Linked DNA regions of Mus musculus: regions 2 and 3 are each linked to region 1. Evidence: chromatin contacts called from public HiChIP or PLAC-seq data. All regions are on one chromosome and are shown on one strand. Each heading gives the region's core, a stretch centred on a gene start, on an enhancer-like site or on the middle of the called end of the contact. The rest is flanking DNA. Distances are from core to core; before and after follow the strand shown. Region 1 overlaps Gm38794 (a long non-coding RNA gene). Region 2 has its middle 6.6 kb from the start of Hipk2. Region 3 holds the start of Dennd2a (DENN/MADD domain containing 2A).

Region 1 (3,857 bases), core at 971-3,470:
CTGACAGTTTTGTGAAAATTAAAAAAGGTGATTGAACAGATCTAAAGTGAATGACAGATGGTAATTTGGTGGTAATGATGACGGTGATGCAGCAATGGTAACTCAGTGGTGGTGATGGTAATGACGTTGATGGTAATGATGTTGATGGTAATGATGGTGGTACCTTAAATCCATGACACAGTTATTTGTGACACTATAGAAAAGGAGGATCCCTCAGCACACTGGGCTGGCTCCAACCTAGCATCCTATCTGCATATCCTCCATCCCCACCCCCACCCCACCCATACCCCAGCTACCTCTCTCTCTCCTTTGAGACAAGGTCTCACTGTGCAGCCCTGGCTGCCCTGGACTCACAGGGATCTTCCTGCCTCTGCCTGCTACACGATGGGATTAAATGTTTATGCCACCCTGCGTGACTGCTCCCCTCTCTAATGTATCTCCTGTGTCTCGCCATGGCACCGAATTGGCACCCGCCCACCTACCTTAGAGGCTCCACGCCTAGATTCTAGGAACTTCTGAGTCCCAGGTTGCTTATTGCTGGCATCTGGAGGCAGCTGCCCAGATTTCCAGCCTGGGGTCCTGCCAATAAGCTATCAAGGGCTTTCCACTTGGCTGGCAGCCCCTGAAATCACTGCCCAGATGTTCCTTCTCCCTAATTCTTGCTACCATCAGGAAACAAAATCCAACACACAGAGCAGTCTGTGCCCATCCACAACCATGTGTGACAAATGGTTTCCCTTCCCGGTTATATAACAGCCTAATTCTGGCTGCCAGTGTGCATGCTCTGAAGTACTTTAAACTACGTATCCACTGAGTAAGATCAAGACAGAAAACACAAGTTAATTAAGTTTCACTTTAGTCATTTCCTGCCTTCTCAGGAAACTCAATTCTAGAGGCTTCTTGCTGGTTCCTCACCAATGCAGCCCTTTCTTGGACCCAGAGCTGTATATATCTATCACTGGGGTGTCCCTGACCAGTGCCCTCTGATTTAGGGTGTCTACGAAGCTATGATGCAACTAGGAAAGATTACCTTCTGTTAAGTACTAAAATAGTCTTGGTTTTTTGTTTGTTTGATTGATTGATTGATTGATTGATTGATTTGGTTTCTTAGGACAGGATCTGAAGTACCCTGGGCCGGCCTTGAACCTATGAAGTAGCTGAGGATGACCTTGAACTCTTTGTCTTCCTTCCTCAACCTAGTACTACAGGGCTGTTCCTTCATGCTGAGCTTTAAACTGTGCTGGGGATTGAACCCAGGGCCTTAAGCACATAAGGTGAACACCTTTTCATCTGAGCTTCAGTGACAGCCCCTAAATATTATCCCTCGTGACTTTTTTTTTTTAGCCATAAGAGGTAGAACTGAAGAAAATGCACGACAGTCCTCCTACTGCAATTACCCTTCATCTCACAGAACTGAAAGTTCATTTCATTTTTCTATGATTACTGCAAGTCATCTCAGTAGACCTTTGGATCTCTGCAAACCTCATCTAGGAGACTGTGCTATGTAGTATGAATGTAGTAGAGAAAGCACTAGGTTCTAAATTTTTTAAATTTGGTTTGTTTGCTTCTCAAGACAGGATTTCTCTGTGTAGCCTTGGCTGTCCTGGCTCTTCCTTCATAGACCAGGCTGGCCTTGAGCTCACAGAGATCCACCTGCCTCTGCCTCCAGAGTGCTGGGATTTAAGGTGTGCCCCACCACCACCTTGCTCTCTAAATCTTAATATCATACCCTTCACCCAGATTCCCACTGTGTAGCAGCTCTCTCCTCTCCACTCTTCAAGCCCCCCACTCTGCCATTCTGTGTGTCTATGTGGGGCTATGTGCATGCCAGTGCAGATGTGCACTGGGGCGGGAAGAGGAAGTTGGATTCCTGGGTGCTGAGATTACATGTGATTGTGAGCTGCCTGGTGTACTGGGAATTAAACTTGGGCCCTCCGCAAAATCAGTACATGCTCATAACTGCTGAGCCAGCACTCCACCACTGGCCTCTTTTCAATTCATGTCTTATCTTCACTTTTAGAGTGAATGAACTCTGGTGCTGGACTTGCCACCAGGTTGTGGTTTCCACCCTCCCAACTCTGTGCCTGCCTATCTAGCCTGTGTGAGCACATGCGATTCCCAGCCTCTCCCAGCCTTTCCCAGCCTGAGTGCTGAGTCCTGCTCCAAGACCCTCAGCTGCCTTCCCCACAACACTGACATCCATCGTGCGGAGTCCAGCCATCTGGCCCTCATAAAATGTCCCAGGCTGTGTGCCAAGTTGCACTGTAGATTGTGTGGCCTTTGGTTCCCTAGGAAACCGGAGAGTGGACTGGCTGCCAAGTCGATGGAGGATTTCGGCTGTGTGTTTGGCCACCTGGGCAGAAGCCTGGCTTTCTTATCTGACATGTCTCCTTGCTAAGCCTGGGAGCCCAACCCTAACTGAGTCACCTAGGCCATGGAAAACCTGTTCCTTTGGAGCCCTAGCCCTTGTGGGTCACAGGTACAGGCTATCTGATGATGCCCTGCCTTTAGTTTTTCTTTTATACTCTTCCTGGTCTTGCTCCTGGTAGGCCTGTGAAAACTGAACTCAGTAAACTGACCACGGTGTCCTCATAACTTAAGTCTCTGAGTCACCAGAGTCTTGGCAGCTTTTGCCAGATCAACAAAACCTCACAGTTCTATCAAAGCCCTGATTTCAGTCCCTGCTGCTCTCTCACCCAGGTTTGCAACAGATGTTTACGGACTGTGTTTGAGAACCGTAATGTGTCAGCTGGTTCCCAACAAGGAATGTGCAAGATTGGCCCAAAGGAGGTCACAGCTCAAGTGGAAGGCACCAAAGTAAATCATTTGTCTCCAAGTGTGAAGTGCCCTGTAGGGCGGAGGCCAGTTCAGGGTTCCGGGGGAGCACCCGGGGAAGACCTCTGAACCATGCCCCAGGGTTCAGGAAATGCCTTCCGTGGTGGGTGATATGAAGGGTAAGGCAGGTTCAAATCAGCACCAGGAATTGTCCGTGAGTGTGGCAGAGACAGAGTCCACGTAGGGAAAAACTCAAAGAAAAGAAAAAACAGATGTGAAAACTATTACCATGGACACGGAGAAGTGGGCGGGGCCTGCCATAAAGAAGGGATCCGTGGGGTCTAAGAGCCTGCGGGAAGCCACTGAGAGGGTCTACGCAGCATTCACCTCGTCTACTCCACTCTCCGTGCTGAGTTCTACAGCCCAGGAAACTCCTTCTGCCATCGTGACGGAGAATGACTCAGGAAAGGGTACAGTCATTACAGAGGAGGTAGTGGCAGGGGTCCAAGGAGACGACAGTGCCCGAAGCAAGGGAGTGAGAGGAAATGAGAAATGGGAAATCATAGGTCTTGGTGCAGATCTTACATGAAGTTCAAGGAGAAAGGAGGAGTCTGGGCTGATGGACAGCCAGGCACACCCTGGTATCATGAGCCATCATTAGAGTAAGGAGGGCAAGTCTGTAGTGTGAACGGGGGCAAGGTCTTGACTGGAAGGCAGTATTAAATGATTATAGGTCATCCGCTAAAGGAGATGTCATCCAGAGTAATAATGGCTGGAAACAGTTCAGAGAGGCACCAGGGAAGCCAAGGCTGATGATGTAGTCTAGGGAACATTAGCATGAAGAGACAGAAATTTGAGCAGGGGAATTATCTCAGTAGGTAATGTGCCTGCTGCACATATATGATGACCCGAGCTCAGATTCCCAGCACCCAAGTAAAAGAGCCAGGGTATTTTCATGAGCCTGTAACCCTAACACAAGGAATCTAGACAGAGAGATCCCTGGCGCTTTCTGGCCAGCCATCCTTGCCAATCAGTTAGTGTCGGAAGACACCGGATGTCTGCCTTTGACCTCCGTGTGTACA
Region 2 (3,857 bases), core at 1,013-3,512, 360 kb before region 1:
AAGCACAAGGACCTCAGGTAGATCCCTAAAGCGCACAAAGCAAAAGAAGCTCGGTGTGTTAACACTCATTTGCAATCCAGTCGGGCGGATCCCTAGGGCTCATGGGGCCAACAAACTAGGCTACTTGGTGAATTCCAGTCTGTAACAAGAGAACTATCTCAAAAAGCAAGCAAAGATGGAAAGAAGGTAGGGAGGGCTGGAGAGAGGAAGGGATAGAGGAATGAAGGGGAGAAGAAAAAGTTAAAGTAAGGGAGAAACTTCTGAGGAATGACACCCGAGGCTGTCCTCTGACTTTATACATAGATGTGGGCACACTCACACAGAAACACACAAATCAGACCTCTACTTTGGTCTTGTTTGTCTCTGTTTTCTTTCCGGTATTGTGCCTGTCTCTTTTTCTTTTTATCTTTCCACACGTTCTTTATTTCATCTACTCCTCTTTTCTGTTTTGATTCTGTTTTTTTTTTTTTCAAATCATAATATAGCCCAATTTTGTTTTTACCATTGTCTTATTAGGCTTTTCCCCCTACAGTTATCCTTAATAAATTCATTTATATTTCTGCTTTCAACTGTTGCTTGGTTTCAATGATCTTTTTAAAGAGAGTGGTATTTAATAATGACACTTAAGTGACAAATATCACGCCCACAGAGAATTTTGAAAGAGTAGGCAGTGCATTCAAATGAGCAATGATAGCAGCTATAGCTTTAAGGGCAAAGGGTAGACCAGAGTGGAGCCTTGGCAGGGCAAAGGGGAGTGACTGTAGGAAAGGTACAGCAGCCTCAGAGGACTTGCATGCACAAGGCTGGCCGGGGTGACAGAGAAGCAGCACTCATTTTATGCTCTGTTTATAGGAAAAACAAAACAAAACAAAAAGCAAGAAACAGACATCTGGGCAGGGCTGTGGGTAAGGCAAGGTGATGCCCAAAGAGTGTCCAGTTGAAAGGAGCTGAGGAGAACAAAATGACAAAATGTAATTCACCAATGCATGAGAAAGAAGCTGAACCGAAAGCTGTGCAGGAAGACAGCACAGTTTTCCTGGAGGTTGCAGGAATGGTGGGCTGGGGGCACACTCGTCCATAAGAAGTACTTCTGAGAGTTAACAGGCCCGGCAGAGGACTTCTGTGATGGTGGGAAGGCAGGTTGGAGCCCCTTGCATCCATGCAGCTCCGGTTAAAGTTGGGCACACTAGGCAGAGAAGGTACCCAGAGACGTTTGAAAGGAGGAAGTAGCAAGAAAAGGAGGCTGAAGAAAGATCTTCCTAAGGCCAGCGCATCTGGTTCAATCAAGCCAGCTGGCCCGGGGTGAACCAGAGGGTCTGAGCAGCACTGTGCATCATGCTTATATTGCAAGTTTCCCCCTGCTGACATGGAGGGCTGGCCCTTGTGGAAGAGCACTGTTGGACTGACACTGACCTGCAGTTCTTAGTGACCTCTTCAATGCAAATCCCAGTGTCCTTCCTCAGTTTCTCCCCTGCTGGATCTCCTAGGCAAACATCAGTTAGACAGTCATTTCTCTCTGTCACTCTCACTCTCTCCCTGCAAACTTTCAAATTTCCCTTCAACTTTCCTGATCATTTTCTTCTCTCTCTCTCTCTCTCTCTCTCTCTCTCTCTCTCTCTCTCACACACACACACACACACACACACACACACACACTCCTTGAGAAATTTAATTCATTAGCTGTCCTATGACTGCTTATTTTGTGCTAAATCTCTATATCAAGAGGTGAGAGTGGCTTTTGAGGTGCTGAAGTGCAAAGAAAAACCATCAGTGAAAGAGCACAATACAGTGTGAAGAGCACTGTCATGACAGGGATGGATACCTGTGGGCTAAAGGCAGCTCCGCAGGATGAATGGCAAAGAGTGTGTTTGGAGCCAAGGGTGACATCTGCGCCCAGCCTGTGGATTCTGGCAGAGGATAGCAACATAGAAAAGTCTGTGTGACCAGGATCTGTTCAAAATGAGAATACCGCCAAACAGGAAACTGGAGGGGGAGGCTGTGGTTGAGAAGGACACTGGGGACATTGTGCCAAGATGAGGAACCTGCACTGTGTCAGATATGCACCAGGTGTGGGGAGAAAATGAGTGTGATTCTGAACATGTTGAGTTCAAGGTTTGTGGGATATTCAGACAGGGGTGCTCAGCTGCAGGTGGGTGTTAGTGCCTGGAGTTCAGCCAAGGAATTTTCAAGGGAGAGAGACTGTTTTGAGTCATGTGTGTATAATAAGTTGCTAATCCGCAGGAGGGGAGGAGCGGCAGCGGCAGGCTGAGATCACACAGGGAGGTTATATGGTTTTGTTTGTCAAAGTTGTGACCCTTGAGTCATCTGCATCAAAACCCCACAGGAGATAACTAGAGACAAGGATCTAGGCCATGCACTGAGCCCACTGACTCAGGAATCCAGGGGTGGTACCTGGATTAGCATTTTAACTTATTCTCTCTGGCATAGATTTACTTAGTGATACTATGTAGCCAGTTCCTTTGAGGGGACGCAAGACGCACTGCTCCACTGCTGGCAAGATGCACTGCTTTCTTTGCTCATCCTTGATGTACTACATTTACATAAGCTCTTCTGCGCAGCTTGCTGTCTTGACAAGCTTCTGTGTTTGTTCTTTAGGCTGATCTTTGTATTGATGGACTTCCTAGCTCCGGCCCCACATTTCCAGCAGCCTTCTAGAAACCTCTCCCAAATGGAACTCATCTGCTCTGTTCTTCTTGGAGAACCACCATCCTCTCGGACTTCCACAGCCATCTCAGAGGCACAGTACCGCCCCACTGTTTCTCTTCTTACAGGTCCTCTCCCTAGGGCACAGTCCCCCTCCCTACTGCCAGCCCCACTAAGACTGGACCCTGACTCCAGTCTTTTTTTTTTCTTGAATACATATAACTTGTTGATAAAATTGTCTTTCTGCAAGCCACACCATTGCTCTGAGATGTTGAGTCATTGCCTTGCCTGCTCAGTAAACCTTAATTGCCTTAACCAGATACTTTAATCTTATTTCCATCTGCTCCAAACCCACCTTCCAATCTTGTTCTCCCCTCTTGCCCAACCTGTGTCCTGAGCAGGGGCCACACCCCACTCAGTCCCTGCACACAGCCTCCCATCTGTTTTCTTCATCCTTTCAAACCCAGTGAAAGTTCTTTCAGGAAGCCTCGCCTGGCACCCCCACTGCATCCCAGCAGTTTGCCTTTGGTCTCCTCAAAGCACAGGCTGGTTTCATTTTTGCCATCCCATCCCATGTAGGAATAGAGTTCTCTGTTTCATTTTAAAATTATTTACCTTCCCTTCTCAGAAAACAGCTGAACAAGAATGGAACATGAGGATATGTAGGGTTCCACTCTATCACTCCCAACTAGATGACAATATGAAATTTACCTAAGCCTCAGTTTTCTCATCTGTGGAATGGGATAATGCTGTCTGCACTAGTAGAAATCAGCAGAGACAAAAGCACTTTGTGAATGCCTTTGTGAAGTGCTATAGTGTCAGATATGAAGGAGGAGTTTAACAAGCACGTTGAGTTCATGAAAAAGGTACATTTCAGAACAATCTTTAAAGTGTGACCTGTGAACACAGAATGTAAGTGACTGAACGCAAGGAAGAATTTAGTCTTGGGATCACTTGCTTTCAGTTTAGCTAAGGTTCACATATTTCCACAGCTTCAAAGTTTCAGGATTCTTTTTGCTTAGTTTCCTGGAGCTTTTTCTCTATGGAGCAGACCCATGAGGTATGCAACTTGGGTTTTATTTGAACAGCAATGTGCCTGCCCCAGGAGTGATAATCTAAGTCAATTTGGTAAAGCAATCTTGTTACAGTGGCAGCTGTGTAGTGGCCTGTTTCTAGTCACGGAGGTAAAAGGT
Region 3 (3,857 bases), core at 852-3,351, 310 kb after region 1:
GGAGTGACTCCCAGGGCATCCACAGGCATCCTCTCTGGATTCTCCTGGTTCTACAGCATACAGCATGAATAGCCAGGCCAGACTGGAATGGTAGCTTCTGGTACCAACATGTCCCCAGTCACCAGCACGCAGACCCATTTATATGAGTGAAGTAAGACCTGGCAGGTGCATCTTCCAGAATGAACATCCAGACACGAAGCTCTCTGCCAGTCCCTTATTACCATCCCTTACAGTCTCTGAGGAATGGCAAGTTGGCTCAGCCTGATGTCCTGAAAGTTCAATCCTGACCACCCACACGATGGGAGGGCAGAACTGACTCCTACAAATTGTCTTCTGATCTACATACATGACTAGTAGCACATACACAATAAATAAAAATGCAATAAAATTATTTTAATTTAAAAAATAGTCTCAGAGCTGGAGACATAGCTTAGTTGGTAGAGAACTTACTGAGCAAGCAGGAAGCCCCAGGTTTGACCCCAGACATCTCATAAAGGTTTGTGCCACACTCCCGTAATTCTAGTGTTTTGGAGGTAGACTCAGGGACTAGAGAGATGGCTCATCAGTTAAGAGCACGAGCTCGGGCTGCTCTTCCAGAGGACCTGGGTTCAATTCCTAGCACTCACATAGCAGCCCACAACTGTGTGTAACTAACTCCAGTCCTAGAGGATAGGCACTAGAGCGGCCGTGGGCACTGCATGAACATGGTGTACAGACATACATTCAGGGAAACTCATAAAGATATAGTACATTTAAAAAAATTAATTCAAAATCAAGTTCAAGGTCTGTCTAAGCTACCTGAGACCCTGCCTCAAACAAACAAGTCCCTGAACTGAGCCTGCCTGCCTACCAGTAATCCTGAATTTAGAGAGTTAAGACAAAAGGGAGGACTTTAAGTTTGAGGCCAGCCTGGGTCACATACTGAGACCCTGTCTCAAATAAATAAACTGTCTGTTTCTGTTTGCCTTCTGCTTCCTCTCTGAATCTCCAACTCTCTCCTCTGTGGTCCATTCCCTAAAGAGCCTATTCAACTCTTCAGGTGTTTGGTACTGAAGGAGAAAGGCTTTTCTATAGTAACCACAGCAGGTGCAAGTGTTTCATAACAAATTACTGTAAAGTGCCTATTATAACACTATTACCACACTCCACAATTACCTGTCTTTTGGGGAGCTATAGTCACAACCCTGAAAGCCATCAGAGCACCCGGCCAGAAGTCAGCCTGCTCCTTCCTCAGCAGGCTGGTTAAATTAGGGTCCCAGCTCTCTCCTTGTTCCAATCCAGGGCCAAAGGAAGGCACTCCTTAGCTTCCTGTGTCTGCCCCTCACTACAGGATTCCGGGCGCTGAGCTCCCTCTGGCTCAGTGGTCTGACTCCATATCACAGTGACTCTCCTGCACAGGACTATATCCTGTGTGGTTAAGAGACTTACCCTGGGCTCCATCTACTCCCAACTCCATCCTTGGGGAGGAAAGTGGGAGAAGTAAACTTCAACGTACCCCACTTTCCACCACGACAAATCCCGACTAGAGCCGCCTGGACTCCCCCACCCCAGCGTACACACTCGGTCTCACACGCGCGTACTCACTCACAGCCGCCCGGGAGCTCCGGCACAGCGCAGGGCCGGGCTCTGCCCAGTTTCTGCAAGTTTCTTCGGCCCTGAAGTTAGCCCGACCCGGGAAAGAGCTGTGGATCGCTTCCTGCGCGGGTCCCCAGGGCCCCGCTGAAGCGTCCCCAGCGCCGCCTGCGAGGAGCCCCGGCTTGCGCCTGCAGTCTCCTCGTCGCCCCCGCGCGTACCCTCCCGGGTCTCCCCCGAGGTCGCCCGCACTCCGGCGCCCAGCCCTACCTCTCTACGGGCGTCGGCTCCGCGGGTTCTGGGGCGCAACTCGCGGTCGCCCGGGGCAGGGGCGGCGGGGGCCTGGGGCGCCATGGCCCGCTGCCCTCCGCGCCTTTGTCCGCGCGGCCTCCCCCGGCCGCCGCGAGCCCCTCGGGTCCCCGCCGCGCGCGCTCCCGTCCGGTCCCCGCCGCCTCCGGCCTCGGAGGCGTGCTGCGTCTCCTCTGGCCTCCCGCGCGCGCGGCCCCTTCCTCTGCCCTGGGCTGCGCCGCGACCGTCTGCAGTGACGCGCGCCCCCTCCTCCCGACCCATCCCGCGGCTCCAGTGAGCTAATCCGCAGCTGGCGGGCGCCCGGCCGGTTGCCACAGCAACCACTCTCCCAGGGCCCGCCGCCGAGGGGAGCCACGGTAAACAGGACCTTCTGCCGCACTCACTCGCCCCCTCGCCTTTCGAGGGGTGGGGGAGACGGTGGCTTAACCTTTTCTGTGCTGAAGATCGCCGAACCGGTTCTCTGCTACCCCGACTGAGGTCCATTCTTGAGATGCGCTTAGCCAGGGGCCGAGAACCAGATTTAGACAGCACCAAAGCCGTAGCCACACTCCCTGCCCTTGCTTTGTTTCTGAGCAGTTAGGGTGGACGCCTCAGGCAGAATTGGGCTCCACATTTGCCCCCAAGCAACTGACAGTCATGAGATAGGCCTTCGAGGCCCAGTTTGCCCATAAGCAACAACTCACAGTCATGAGACAAGCTATTTGGACCCAAGGGTCCATATTTGCCCCTAAGCAACTCAGGAGCCTGGGCCATAAGGATCCAGGGGCCCACCTCCCTACAGAAGGGTACAGAATGGGTCCCAAGCCCTGGTCAGGAAAAGTGATCAGAGAACTGGCTTTCTACAGCACACCGGTCCCACGGTCCCACGGTTCCACGGTCCCACGGTCCCACGTACACAGGGTGCAGTCAAAGCACTCACACAGGAGGTTTTTAAGACAGTAGGATTGCCAAATTGGGGGGCTGGTGAGATGGCTCAGTGGGTAAGAGCACCCGACTGCTCTTCCAAAGGTCCAGAGTTCAAATCCCAGCAACCACATGGTGGCTCACAACCATCCGTAATGAGATCTGACTCCCTCTTCTGGAGTGTCTGAAGACAGCTACAGTGTACTTACATATAATAAATAAATAAATCTTAAAAAAAAAAAAAAAAAAAGGATTGCCAAATTGGAGTCCACTTGAAAATGCTGTGGGGGCCTTAAGGGAGCCAACACAGGCTGGGGCATTCTCTGGGGCTTTGGTGACCAGCGATAGTGAATCAGTTATAGAAGGTGGAGAAACAGGGCAAGAAAAGACAGCCTGAAAAGAGGGAAGAGTGTGACTGGTGTTGTGGGGGTGTCACATTATGGTATTTGGGGGACCCTTAAGTGGGAGGGAATAAGGATCGATGGGTAGGCCTGGAGGGATTCAAGTGGCCTGGGCAGAATTTGAATATTATGCTAAAGGCAAAGGGGTCCAAGCAGAGAAACACCAGATGCTAAGTGCTCAGGCCTGACAGTGACAATTTATCTGCCCTGAGGGTAGGTGCCAGCCAGTCTCCTTCCTGGCTATTAGAGACCTTCAAGAGTAGCCTAATGGCCTAAAGCTTAGGTTGGGGTGGCCAGTTGGGGGTGGGATAGGTACAGACCCAGAGTCTTACAACTTCACAAAGTGGGTCCTCAGAAGAAAACTAGAGCTTCATATAAAGAGGAAACCAGGCGAGGCATGTCTGTAACCCAACACTCAGGAGACTGAGGCAGGAGATCTCTAGTCTGTGTGCAGGGGGTGAGGTATGGTAATGAGAGTGGACTTCAGACACCAGGGAACTGGGACTTAAAGTTCCAGGCGAAACAAAGTTGCATGTCCTTCATAGTTGAGGGGTTTGCTCATTGCAGGAGATCGTTGAGGCCTTCCTAAATTCTTCATGCCACACCCGTTTCAATGAAGCACTGTAGACTCTCAGAACAGACATTTGCCAAGTGTAAGCTTTTTTTTTTTTA

What was found. HiChIP or PLAC-seq counts read pairs in DNA pulled down with a chosen protein or histone mark.
Region 2: a contact with region 1 is called in an HNF4G HiChIP or PLAC-seq map of pancreatic cancer cells. The contact joins two enhancer-like sites. A contact is called at or near these places in 2 of 115 datasets of contacts at active chromatin or transcription factors (embryonic stem cells and pancreatic cancer cells).
Region 3: a contact with region 1 is called in a FOXA1 HiChIP or PLAC-seq map of pancreatic cancer cells. The contact joins the promoter of Dennd2a here to the enhancer-like site in region 1. A contact is called at or near these places in 2 of 484 Hi-C or Micro-C datasets (both in uterus), 4 of 115 datasets of contacts at active chromatin or transcription factors (craniofacial prominence, embryonic stem cells and pancreatic cancer cells) and 1 of 9 other capture datasets (embryonic tail).

Annotation. Positions count from the first base shown.
Region 1 is chr6:39,240,956-39,244,812 of GRCm38.p6, forward strand. Gm38794 (a long non-coding RNA gene) reads left to right here. Exons shown (of 2, transcript XR_868996.1): 2 at 2,701-3,857. Among named protein-coding and RNA genes, the nearest start is that of Gm38794, 15 kb to the left of the region's middle. Within about 2 kb of position 2,221, at least 222 of the 459 cell types and tissues checked have an H3K27ac peak or open chromatin away from gene starts, as enhancers often do. A contact at or near this core is called in craniofacial prominence, embryonic tail, pancreatic cancer cells and 1 more, where this site is marked.
Region 2 is chr6:38,880,904-38,884,760 of GRCm38.p6, forward strand. It overlaps a transcript of Tbxas1 not described here. Among named protein-coding and RNA genes, the nearest start is that of Hipk2, 6.6 kb to the left of the region's middle. Within about 2 kb of position 2,263, at least 54 of the 459 cell types and tissues checked have an H3K27ac peak or open chromatin away from gene starts, as enhancers often do. A contact at or near this core is called in pancreatic cancer cells, where this site is marked.
Region 3 is chr6:39,555,733-39,559,589 of GRCm38.p6, forward strand. Dennd2a (DENN/MADD domain containing 2A) reads right to left here and starts at 2,102. Exons shown (of 19, transcript NM_172477.4): 1 at 1,843-2,102.